Regions from separate parts of the Anser cygnoides genome. Here region 2 is linked to region 1. The links are chromatin contacts, called in public Hi-C maps. All regions are on one chromosome and are shown on one strand. Each heading gives the region's core, a stretch centred on a gene start, on an enhancer-like site or on the middle of the called end of the contact. The rest is flanking DNA. Distances are from core to core; before and after follow the strand shown. Region 1 overlaps USP4 (ubiquitin specific peptidase 4). Region 2 holds the start of TEX264 (testis expressed 264, ER-phagy receptor).

Region 1 (4,985 bases), core at 1,322-3,821:
TTTCATTGATCCCTGCACCTCCTTGTCCCTTTTATGTGCTGACTATCTGTTCTTGTTTTCCACTAACATCCAGTGGCAAGACTTCCTTGTTGGCAAATTGTAATGTGTACATCTCATCACTATGTTTGAAGTCATTGAAGTTAGATGGAAAGTTCCTTTCACTGGCAAGAAAACAAAGTGCAAGTAACCAACTAATTCAAAATAGTTTAATCAGTACAGCATATTCAGAAATAGGTTCTTAGATGTACATTTCAGAAACTTATATTTAAAAATTGCAAACTGATCAGTGGGTCCTTTGTGTATTTTTTTTTCTTAAGTATTTTGATGGGTGTTCTCACAGGTCTCTTCATTTGTTTCTTCCTTCTCTCCATGCCAAGGGAATTATGAGAAAAGCTGTGATAAGCTGAAGGCAGCACCCTTCCCTGCCTCTCACCAGAGTTTGAATAACCTTTTTTAATTGTGTAAAATTTTCCTCATTTGAAAAGTACTCCTCCCTTCCACTGAAAAAAGCAAAACAAGGTGGTGGTAGTAACTGTCTGCGGTTGTTTGCTAGAGCGTGAGCAAAGAACGCAAAGGACGAGTATGCAGTAACTGGGGGAGCTGTGGGGCCCCAAGGCTCCGATTTCACAAGGAGCTGCATCCAAATTGGGTTTGTCTCGTGCCTTGCTCTCCTTGTCTCCATCTAAAGAGGTTGCCAGACAGAGTCCAGCAGAAGGTCTTTCACTTTGATTTTGCTGGGTTCGTATTTTACATCTGTTCCTGCTGGGCTTGTGCAGGAGAAGAAAAGCCGCTGTCAGCTGAGCAGAAGGAGCAAGGCTGTTCTTTTCTAGCTGGAGAATGATTTCATGAAATTACTTCTTACAAATACCTTGGTATAGAAATTGAGGCTGTTAGCTACCGCTCTTAAGTTGACTCAGGACTGTGAAGTTTCAATGTAAATGGTCAGTCTCTGGCAGTATTTTCTCCAGGTTTGTTTCACTGAAAGCAGTAGGCAAACCAGAGCTTGCATGTGAAAACAATATCCATGTTGCTTCGACAGACTTCTGATGCTCGAGTATAGTGCACTAGCCAGTGGGCAACACACATCTCAGTTCAAAATTCAGTTCCAAATCTAACACTCTAATCTTAGTTCAAACATCTAATACCGTAGAAGGTCTGTGCCCCTGACACTGTTTGTTTGTTTGTTTCATTTTTAAAAATAAAAAATGACAGTACTACTGTTAGAAATTTTGTTGTCTTGCTTTTGGCACCAGGGTCTGGTTACTGAGCAGAATGTCTTTCCTTGAAATGCTTTGCTTAAAAATATCACTGAGCAGGAACTTGCAGAGCATGGAGCAGGAAGAGTGTCGTAGCTGGGATGTACTCTGTTTTACTTAGAGTTGGCTTGACAAAGGAAGAGGTCTTTTGGCACAGGCATTTCAGTCTGGACTGCACTGTTGAAACAATATTTGTGAAATATGCAGTACATGGGATGTACAGAATATTGAACTTGCACCTTTTAAAAGTGATTTTAGTGGTCAGAAAGCTGTACTTTTTCCTGTTTTCACTCAAGATAGGGAGCTCGTCAACTTTCTGTGACTTTGCAGTGCATGTGGGCTGTTTTGAGACTTGCACTGTGAATTTTCATGTCCTGCTAAAGTGGTGGGAGGAGGAAGAAGAGTGCCCTTGCACTCCATTTGGACTTTAAGCTGAATGGACAGTAATTTTTTTTTAATTGATACTGGATGGCTAAGATGTATTTTTCCTTTCAGCTGATGTTTCTGTTTTATTGATTCTCATGGTATATTACCTGTTATGCTCTCTGATAGCAAAACCTCTAAAAAAAAAATAAAAAGAAAAATGAATTGCTACTGGACTTTCAAAGTGATAAGCATTCCAAAATGAATCTGACTCCATTTACACAAGAGGACAACGATGTTGGTTTTTTTTTCTCCAGTGGAGAGGGATTTGGGACTAGAATTCTCCAAGCCCATTCTATCACAGGGCCTTGTACTCATACCTCTCTTTGTGATAGGCTTGGAAACGTAGTATAGTCCTGATGGCAGAGTTATTAATATTTAGCATCAGCGAAGAGGTAAGGTACTTGCTGAAATAAAGGGTTTTGATATAAGGAAGGTTGCTGGCATGACACATGGAGCTGTGCAGCCAAAGAACAGTGGGACTAACCCACTTATTGCAGCATTGTAAACGTTTGTCTGCAGTCATGGTGGTACTGTGAGAGGACAGGGAGTTCTGTGGCAAATGACCAGAAAGTCACTCATGAAAAGGTGGTCTGCAAATCAATTTGACAAAATCGTTTCAGTGTTTGTGCTGAATGCTCTCATTCTCCAGGCTAAGCAGAGAGCAGCATTCAGCACATAACCAAAACGCTTACTATTTCTTTTTCTTAGGTTCCATGAAGTGCAGCCCCACTAGGACCTCCGGCTCCCGCTCCAATGTAACACCCCTCATGCACCATGCTGGTGATATCACATCACCCAGGGATCCCGCTGGAGCTCGGAGCCGGCCTACAAGGGGTCAGGTAAGTGCTACTGGAAAGCAGACTCCATGGCCCACTGCTATATGGGCACAATTCTTAGTATTTCTTCTTAGTTCCTAAGACCTAAGAAGAAAAATGTTTCGATTGATAAACCAGATCTCCCTGTTCTCTTAGCCTGGCTAATGGAGCATATAATGCAACGTGTATTGCTTACGTGGATGAAAGTTGCACAAATTGATTTGCAGGTCACCTTTAACCTATCAAAGCTGCATAGTTTAATAAAATATATTTGGTTTGGCATACGTACTGTGTTTTTTGCATTCTCTTACAATATGCTGTGTTTTATGTTTAGGTGGTCTTGAAAACCACAATTGGCTGCAGAAAGGTCAAGTTTGTTACTGTGAAGAGCTAGAACAGTTATTGCACTGTTAGGTCAGCAAACCAGCTAGCCCAGTAGTTTTGTGTGAAATCTAAAATGTGTGAGACTGTAGCAAGCTAATCTAGGAAGCTTGTTCTCAGTTGTTTGCTTGTTTACAAGAGCTTGTATCCCTTCCAGTATGTGTTTGTATTCTTTAACCTTTAGAAAAATCTTACTGGTTGAGTACCCTCATCCTTTTTAATCCTGCTCCTCTGCACGACTTGTAAAATCCTGTGACAGACTTCTAAAGGGCAATCTACCTGTTGTCTAAAAATGTTTTACTTTCAGTTTCATGTCTCCTAGTTCACTCGATTGTGTTTTTTCTCATGTTATGAAAGAAAGTAAACAGATTAGGAGTATCTCCGTTTCCCAGAAGAGATAGAATACGTGCTTTGTTTTCACTCAGGCTTTTTTTCTAGGCCTCTGTTCATTCTTATTGTCAACTTCTGAAAATACTGTAACTTCACAGCAGCGTGTCCGGGTTGATGTGGAATGGTAATCCTGTTCGGGTGGATCTGTTTGTCAGCTTCTTCAGTAGCATTTTTCTACCCTTCTCTGTTCACTTACAAAATATGCTTGTTTTCTTGGTTGTTGCTATGTACTGACCTGTGACCCACGCAGTGTTTTCCAGCTGTATTTAATGTTACATCCCAGTGCTCTGGAGGGAATGTTTGAATAACACACTGTAGTGTGTGTGGGTAGGTATGTGATAGATAGGTATCTGTGGTAGATATATTACCCTGGCATTTAGCTCAGACTGTCTTCTGCTTGTAGTGCCCTTTCACATTGCCCTGCCTTGTCTTTCCTGTAGTTTTTCATGTTCCTGTGCTCTTGCTTAATGTTAATTTGCAAAGGATCAAAAGTGAGCTACTTCATTGCTCGGTGCCTCCTTTGTGAATAGTAACCATAAGCCTGAAGCTTCCTGGTGCTCTTTTGTCAGGTTGAAGGCTGGTCAAGGCCATCCCTGTTTGCTGGTGCTTCACTGAAAAACATCTGTAAACAGCTGTCGTAAATTATAAAGGGAACGTTCACTGTGGTAGCTGGTGAGCAGATGGCTGATTTATAAAACCATGTTGTGTAATCTGGTGTAGCGTCATCTTTATCTTCTATTATTTCAATCAAATTCTAGGGTACAGAAGTACAGTTCATTGTCATCTAATTCCCTGTATCAGCTCTGTAGGCTTCCTTAAAATGTGGATAAAGTATTTTCTTAATTTCTTTAATTGATTTTTTGTATTCTTCTTGAAGAGATTCAGAAAGTGATCCTGATTCTGATACGTCTGCCTCTAAAACTAGAATAACAGCCGTTCTGCAGCGGAGTAGGTAGAGGGGCACTCGAGTAACCAAGCTGGGATGTTCTAGTAAGAAGTTTGCAAGACGCTCTCTTGAGGAGTGTTGTAAGGGTACAGCACGCTGGCTGTTTGTGGTGGATGACGCCTGTGTGCGGGTAATACTTAGCTTTTCATTGTTTCCCATCTGTTCCGTCACAGAGGCAGGATTTCGTACAGGACCTGCGTGAGGATGGAGTGTAAATGGGGGCTGCTTTAATCAGCAGTGTAGGTGGTGTGAGAGGCAGTCACCAGAATGCTGAGGAACGTGTACATCTTGGGCAAGTCGTGTACTGGTCTGTTTTGTAGGAGACCAGCCTAAAGGGTCTCATAGGACCTGGAGTTAATCATCGGTGATACTCTGAGTATTATGGTCTCCTGTTATTTAAACAGTACTAAGTAAAATAATTCAACTCTTTGTGGTGCTGTTTCTCAGGAAACTTCAGAAGGTGCAAACTGTATCCAGTGCTGTTGGTTCACTGAATAGCATCGATAGTGTAGAAAACCTCAGCAGTCATTGTCATTGGATTGTCATATGCACGCTTGCTCTTGGAGGGCTGTGCTAATCGCTAGTGCTCCTGGAGGCTGGGATGAAACTCTCTGAAGGGATATTTTTCTTCATGCTTTCTACTGACATACATAGACTCAGAGAAAGCTTCAAGCTGGGATCCAGACTTTTTTTCTAAATAGAATGAAGTAGAACTGCAACTCTGAAATTGTTCCACTCCCTGCCCTGCAAGGGTCTCCTGAACACAGGAGC
Region 2 (5,240 bases), core at 27-2,526, 79 kb before region 1:
AGCACGACCAGCACCCCGATCAGCCCGAGGAGCACCCAGTCGGACATGATGGACACTTGGTGCTTCATAGGTCCTGCACGACAGCGGCGAGAAGAGAGGAAAGAGCGCAGGAGTTAAGCTTGCGCTTGGACAAAGCATTCAGCAGAAAGATCCCACGTCGTGCTCACCTGCTCCAGCTTGGTAACCAGACACCAATTATATTGCCTTGGTGCCTCCTGGGATTTCTGTGTTTATAGGGGTGGGGACAGAGAGGCGCCGGCCCCATTGCCCAGGAACCAGCGAAGCTGCTCGCCTCCAGCCTCGCACCCAAGGGAGATCGCAAGCAATCCAGCGAGCCCCTGTCACTGCACAGACCACAAGCAGACATACAACGCTGTGCTAAAGATTATGGGTCCTTAATCAAGTAATTTATTACTTACACACACCGGACCCTACATCTTGGCCAAGGCAGCCCCACTGACAAAAAACCTCGAGCCCAGGCCTTCGAGGGGCTGAGCAAGGAGCTGGTTCAGGGCTCAGCCCCATGTGCTGGGATCCAGGTGTACAGGGAGGCTCAGGAGGAGAACAAGACCCAGCTAGAGAAGCATCCCCAACACTTGGGATGGCTTTTTTCCAATCTAAAAGTTTTTAAAACCCTAGCCAAGGCTTCCCATTTTGTTTGGCATCTTTTTTTCCTCGCGCTGCCTGCGTGGCACAGCAGCCGGGGGGGCAGCTCCCGCTAGGTCCTACCCACAGCACAACTGGGAGCTGCGATCGGGCCCAGCAAGCGGGAGCTGTTTGTACTTTGTTCTCCCTCGAAACCCAGCGCTGGTGACAAGGGCCGTGCGCGACGGTCCTCGGGGACTGCTAACAGGAGCTACGCTTGAAACCTAGACCGCAAACAAACAATTCACCTTGAGCTCTGCCCGATAAACACGCTCGGTCCAAAACAAGTTTTTCACCTCTGTCACCGTGGGCTCAGCTTTACCAGGCACGAAAAGCCACATCCTGGTAAGGGGCACGCACGGCCCCGGGGAAATGGGGCTCGCGCCCCGACCCCGCTCACCTGGGGCACGGGGGTGCTGAGCCCAGCGGCAGCGCACGGCCTCGTCCCCCCGCGGCTGCAGGACCCACGCCTCTGCAAAACAGGAAAAAATAAATGTCAGCACTTCCTCCACGCTCGGGAGAGCCCCAGCAACCATCTTTGCCGGCACAAAGTCCCCTCACACCGGGGCCACGGTGCTCCGGGCCCGGGCAGGGCGAAGGGAGCCCCGGCGAGCGCCTCATCCCCCGGGGCCGGGGGCCGGGCACGGGGCAGCTCCGAGGGGGCACGGCCCGGCCCCGGCCCAGCTCCGCGATCGCCCGGGCCGCCCGGCGACCCCCCCGGCCGCGAGGCCGCCGCGCCTCCGCCGCCCGCGGGCAGCTCCGCGCCGCCGCCCCGGAGGGAGCGGAGCGGGGCCGGTTCTCGCTCGGCTCGGCCCGGCTCGGCCCGGCCCGGCCCGGCTCGGCCCGCCGCCACGGGCCCGGCCTCCCCGAGCCGGCCCCCGCCCCGCACCGGGAAGCGCCGCAGCGGAGCTCGCCGCCGGCCCCGCGCGGCCCCCGGGCGGCCGCCGCCCCCCCGGCACCCACCTCGGCCGGGCGAGCACCCCGCTGCGGCCCGCCCGGCCCCGCCCCGCGCCCGGGGAGGGGCTTCCGGCAAGGGGCAGGCGCTGGGCGCCGCGCTCAGGGGACGGGAGCCGGGGGGTGGCGTGGGGCTGGGGCCTGAGGGGAAGGCTCAGCTCCCGGGGGTGCTCGGACACTGCGGCAGGCCCCCCAGGGCAGCGGGCGCGGCCCCGAGCTGCCAGTTCGAGGAGCGTTCAGACAGCGCGCTCAGCCATCGGGTCTGGTTTTTGGTGGTCCTGTGTGGAGCCAGGAGCTGGCCTCGGTGACCTGGTGGCTCCCTTCCAATGCAGGACGTTCCGTGAACCTGTGATTCACCTTCACGTCGCATGGAGGGGCCCTGGCTCCACCCCAGCAGCAGCAGCCAGCCACGATGCCCTACGGGGCAGTCACCGTGCCCCAAACACCCCACACAGCCTTAGCGCGGCCCTTACAGCCTCTGCTGGAGGACTCCTGCCCCACCTGCCCCAGGCCCAGCTGTGGCCCAGACCCTGGCTTTCCCACCCTGCCCTCCCTGCAGGACTCCCCATCCCCTGCCCCCACCCTCCCATCTGTATCCCATCGGGGTCACAGAATCGTTTAGGCTGGAAAAGGCCTTCAGGATCATCAAGCCCTTGTGTGGTTGGATCAAGTTCAAGCATGGATGAGCAGCTGTCCTGCCCCTCTGTTGTTTCTTTCTCTGCTGGGGAAGGTGAGCTGAGCCTGGTGGAGTGCACTTGGGACGCAATGTAAGCAAACGTACACGGAAAGGATGCTTACTGCCTTGGGAACGTGGTGAAAAACAGCTCTGACTAACAGCATGGAAAAACCCACCCTGGAGGGGCAGGCAAGAGGTCAGGACAAGTTGCAGCTCCAGGGAATTTCCACCGCTACAAAACCAGCAGGACTCCATCTGAACTCCTTCCTGGCCTCCTGCAACACAGCAGCTCCACATTAGCGCCGATAAACAGACACCAGCACTTGGTCCCTTCAGACGAGAATGGCTGCAAGGAAGGCAGTGTGGAAGCACGGAAAACACTCACCCAGCAGGGGGGAGGCTGCCTGCAGAGGCTGAACCCGAGGCTCTTCCTGAGCCCCAAAGCAATGTTCCTCAGAGCAGGCTGCGCAACCCAATGACGCGGTGTCACTGTCCCTAACACGACCCGGCTGCCCCCAGACGTCCAAGATTTGCAACCAAACCGCTGCAGTGTTCAGATCCCCATGAACCTGAACAGGGTAGGATCCACTCACCAAAGCAAGGCCTGTACAGCATCTTGAGCAGCAGAAACTTTCAGCAGCAAGACCAGGAGGAATCGTCAGTTCAGAGACCAGTCCTTTTTGGTCCGATGCATGGCACCCTAAGATTTCTCAATAAATTTACCATTTGATAACCTTCACATAACCAGGCTCCTTGCTCCTGAAAATAGCTTTTACAAATCCTTCAGTCAGATGGGGGTCAGTAGGATGTTCCCAACCCACTTTTATTTCAAACCAATACATTGGTTCGAAAATAAACCTTTTCTCACGTTTATACTTACTTCATTCTCTGGTGAGTTTAATTATTTAAAATACTTTAAGGGGAAACACCTCCTTGTGGCTTTCATTTTGCTGGGATAAATAAAAGGAAAAAAGCATTCATACAAATCAGTCCCCATTCCCTTTCTCTACACCCACTCCATTTCGACTAAATATTTTGGAATGGGAATGCCTAGAATTAGACAGATTACTCCACGTATTTTGCTAGGCCCTTGGTCTTAATCCTGACTTCTATCACAGGGAATTTCCATGGATGCTAAAAGCAAACTTGCAGGAAGTTATCGAAGAAAACCTGTCGCAGGTTCTAGCCTATGAGCTCCTCCTTTTGCTGTCGATGCACTAAACATCGGATTAGGATATCGCACCTCTGACTGCCAGCTACTTGCTGAGAAACTAAGATGTTTTACTTAACAAATCATGACAGAGTTTTCTTCTCTTTCTTGTAGATGTTATATCTCCCCTGGTGGCTACTGGGGGCTGGTGGCTACTGGGGGCTACTACCTGCTCCCCTGCAGGTGGGAACGATGCTTCCGGCAGGTGTTTGTGCTCAGTCCAGAGAGCAGCAGCTCCCTTTGCCTGCACTCTCAATGTTTGTGCCTCCTACTGTGTCCTGTATCGCACAGGCACATGAAGAATGGGTTTATGCGCACCTTTTCCTGGTGGAAATGTATTTTATAGGGCCATTTGCATTGAAATATTCTCTAAATTTCTCCTCCTGTGGCATGCCTTCAACTTTCAACATCTCAGTAGCAATTGTGTACTTCCTTCTTCACCCTGAGTACAATCGTATATTGTCTTTGAGCTACAAATGAATACAAGTATACAAACTAGGCTCTTCTGCCTCTTTTTTTTTTAACCCACTTTCTTGTACGTGAAATTTAGGTTTAGATTTTTTTCTTTCTGAAAACCTGAGATATGTTACCCAGAGTATTCCTCCATTTTCCATCTAGACAGAAGACGGAAAGCATGAACTTGCTCCTCCCTGTCAGCTTTTCTTGTCCAGCCTTACAAGAGCGATCGAAGAAGGAACAACGAACAGGTACATCTGTCCCAACCTTAACTGCTAACTTCAAAACTTGAGAATGAAGCTCTTACAAGCAGGTTGTGGTCCTGTTTTTACTACAAACATGTAAATAGTGCTTTTAAAAAGCTCTCTATCAGCTGTGTGAAGAATTACACTACAATAGCAATTCCAAACTTAAGGCTGACAGACATTTTTGTTTTAAGATTTTCATCTCCCTCCTGGCAAAAAACTCTCCTGAAAAAAATAATTCAGGAGCCTCTTCTGGCTAAAGAACATCCACAGGGTTCTGCTATGAACCTGAGGAGTGGGAACTCTTCCAAGTGGACATTAAGAATTCCTGATTATTCACACCCTTGTATCTCCTTTTCTTTTCCTGCCACCTCAGGGTTTGTGCTGTTGTGGACACTCCATGCACGTCTGGAACCACCCGAGGGGAGGCTGCGGGGAGGATGGAGCCAGGCTCTTGGCAGTGATGCCCAGGGACAGGGCGAGCGGCAGCGGGCACAAACCGGACCACAGGAGGTTCTCTCTGAACGTCAGCACGTGCTGGTGTACCGTGTGGGGGACGGAGCAGCGGCCCAGGTTGCCCAGAGAGGCCGTGAGTCCCTCTTCTTGGAGCCAGACAGCAGCCTCCCGAACGTGGTCTACGTGAGCTGGGACTGGAATCAGAGTTTTAGGTAGAACATGGGTGTAGGTTACGGTGCTGCTGTATTGATTCCTGTTCAGTCAGAGGCATCTCCAGACAAACATTTTTTAGGCTAAGGTAAACCATGCCTCAGTTTTGTCTCTGTCTTTCCTACACTAGGAATCTGGACAACTAACTCAGGCTCAAATATCTAAGGAAAATGGAAAGAATTCCACCCATTTTGGTGACTCTTAGAAGAAAAAAAAAATACCTGCAGTGTGAATGATTGCTCAGAATTTCTGGGGTTTGTTGCAGTCTCAATAGGGAAAGCTGGAAAAGGGCAAGGACTGAGATCCAGCCCAGAGAAAAGACAAGAGAAGCAGTGGAGGACGAATGTGTAACATGTTGTCACGAGTATTTTGTGACACTTGAGTGCCA

What was found. Hi-C and Micro-C count contacts between places; a contact is called where the count stands out from the background.
Region 2: a Hi-C map of liver shows a contact between it and region 1, with 2.1 times the contacts expected there. The contact joins the promoter of TEX264 here to the enhancer-like site in region 1. A contact is called at or near these places in 3 of 7 Hi-C or Micro-C datasets (all in liver).

The regions. Positions count from the first base shown.
Region 1 is chr10:17,946,245-17,951,229 of Taihu_goose_T2T_genome, forward strand. The region is part of intron 12 of USP4 (ubiquitin specific peptidase 4); the gene reads left to right. Among named protein-coding and RNA genes, the nearest start is that of EMC3, 23 kb to the right of the region's middle. Within about 2 kb of position 2,572, at least 1 of the 3 cell types and tissues checked has open chromatin away from gene starts, as enhancers often do. A contact at or near this core is called in liver, where this site is marked.
Region 2 is chr10:17,868,334-17,873,573 of Taihu_goose_T2T_genome, forward strand. It overlaps TEX264 (testis expressed 264, ER-phagy receptor), which reads right to left and starts at 1,277. Exons shown (of 5, transcript XM_013201831.3): 1 at 1,046-1,277; 2 at 1-73. The coding sequence starts at 1,181.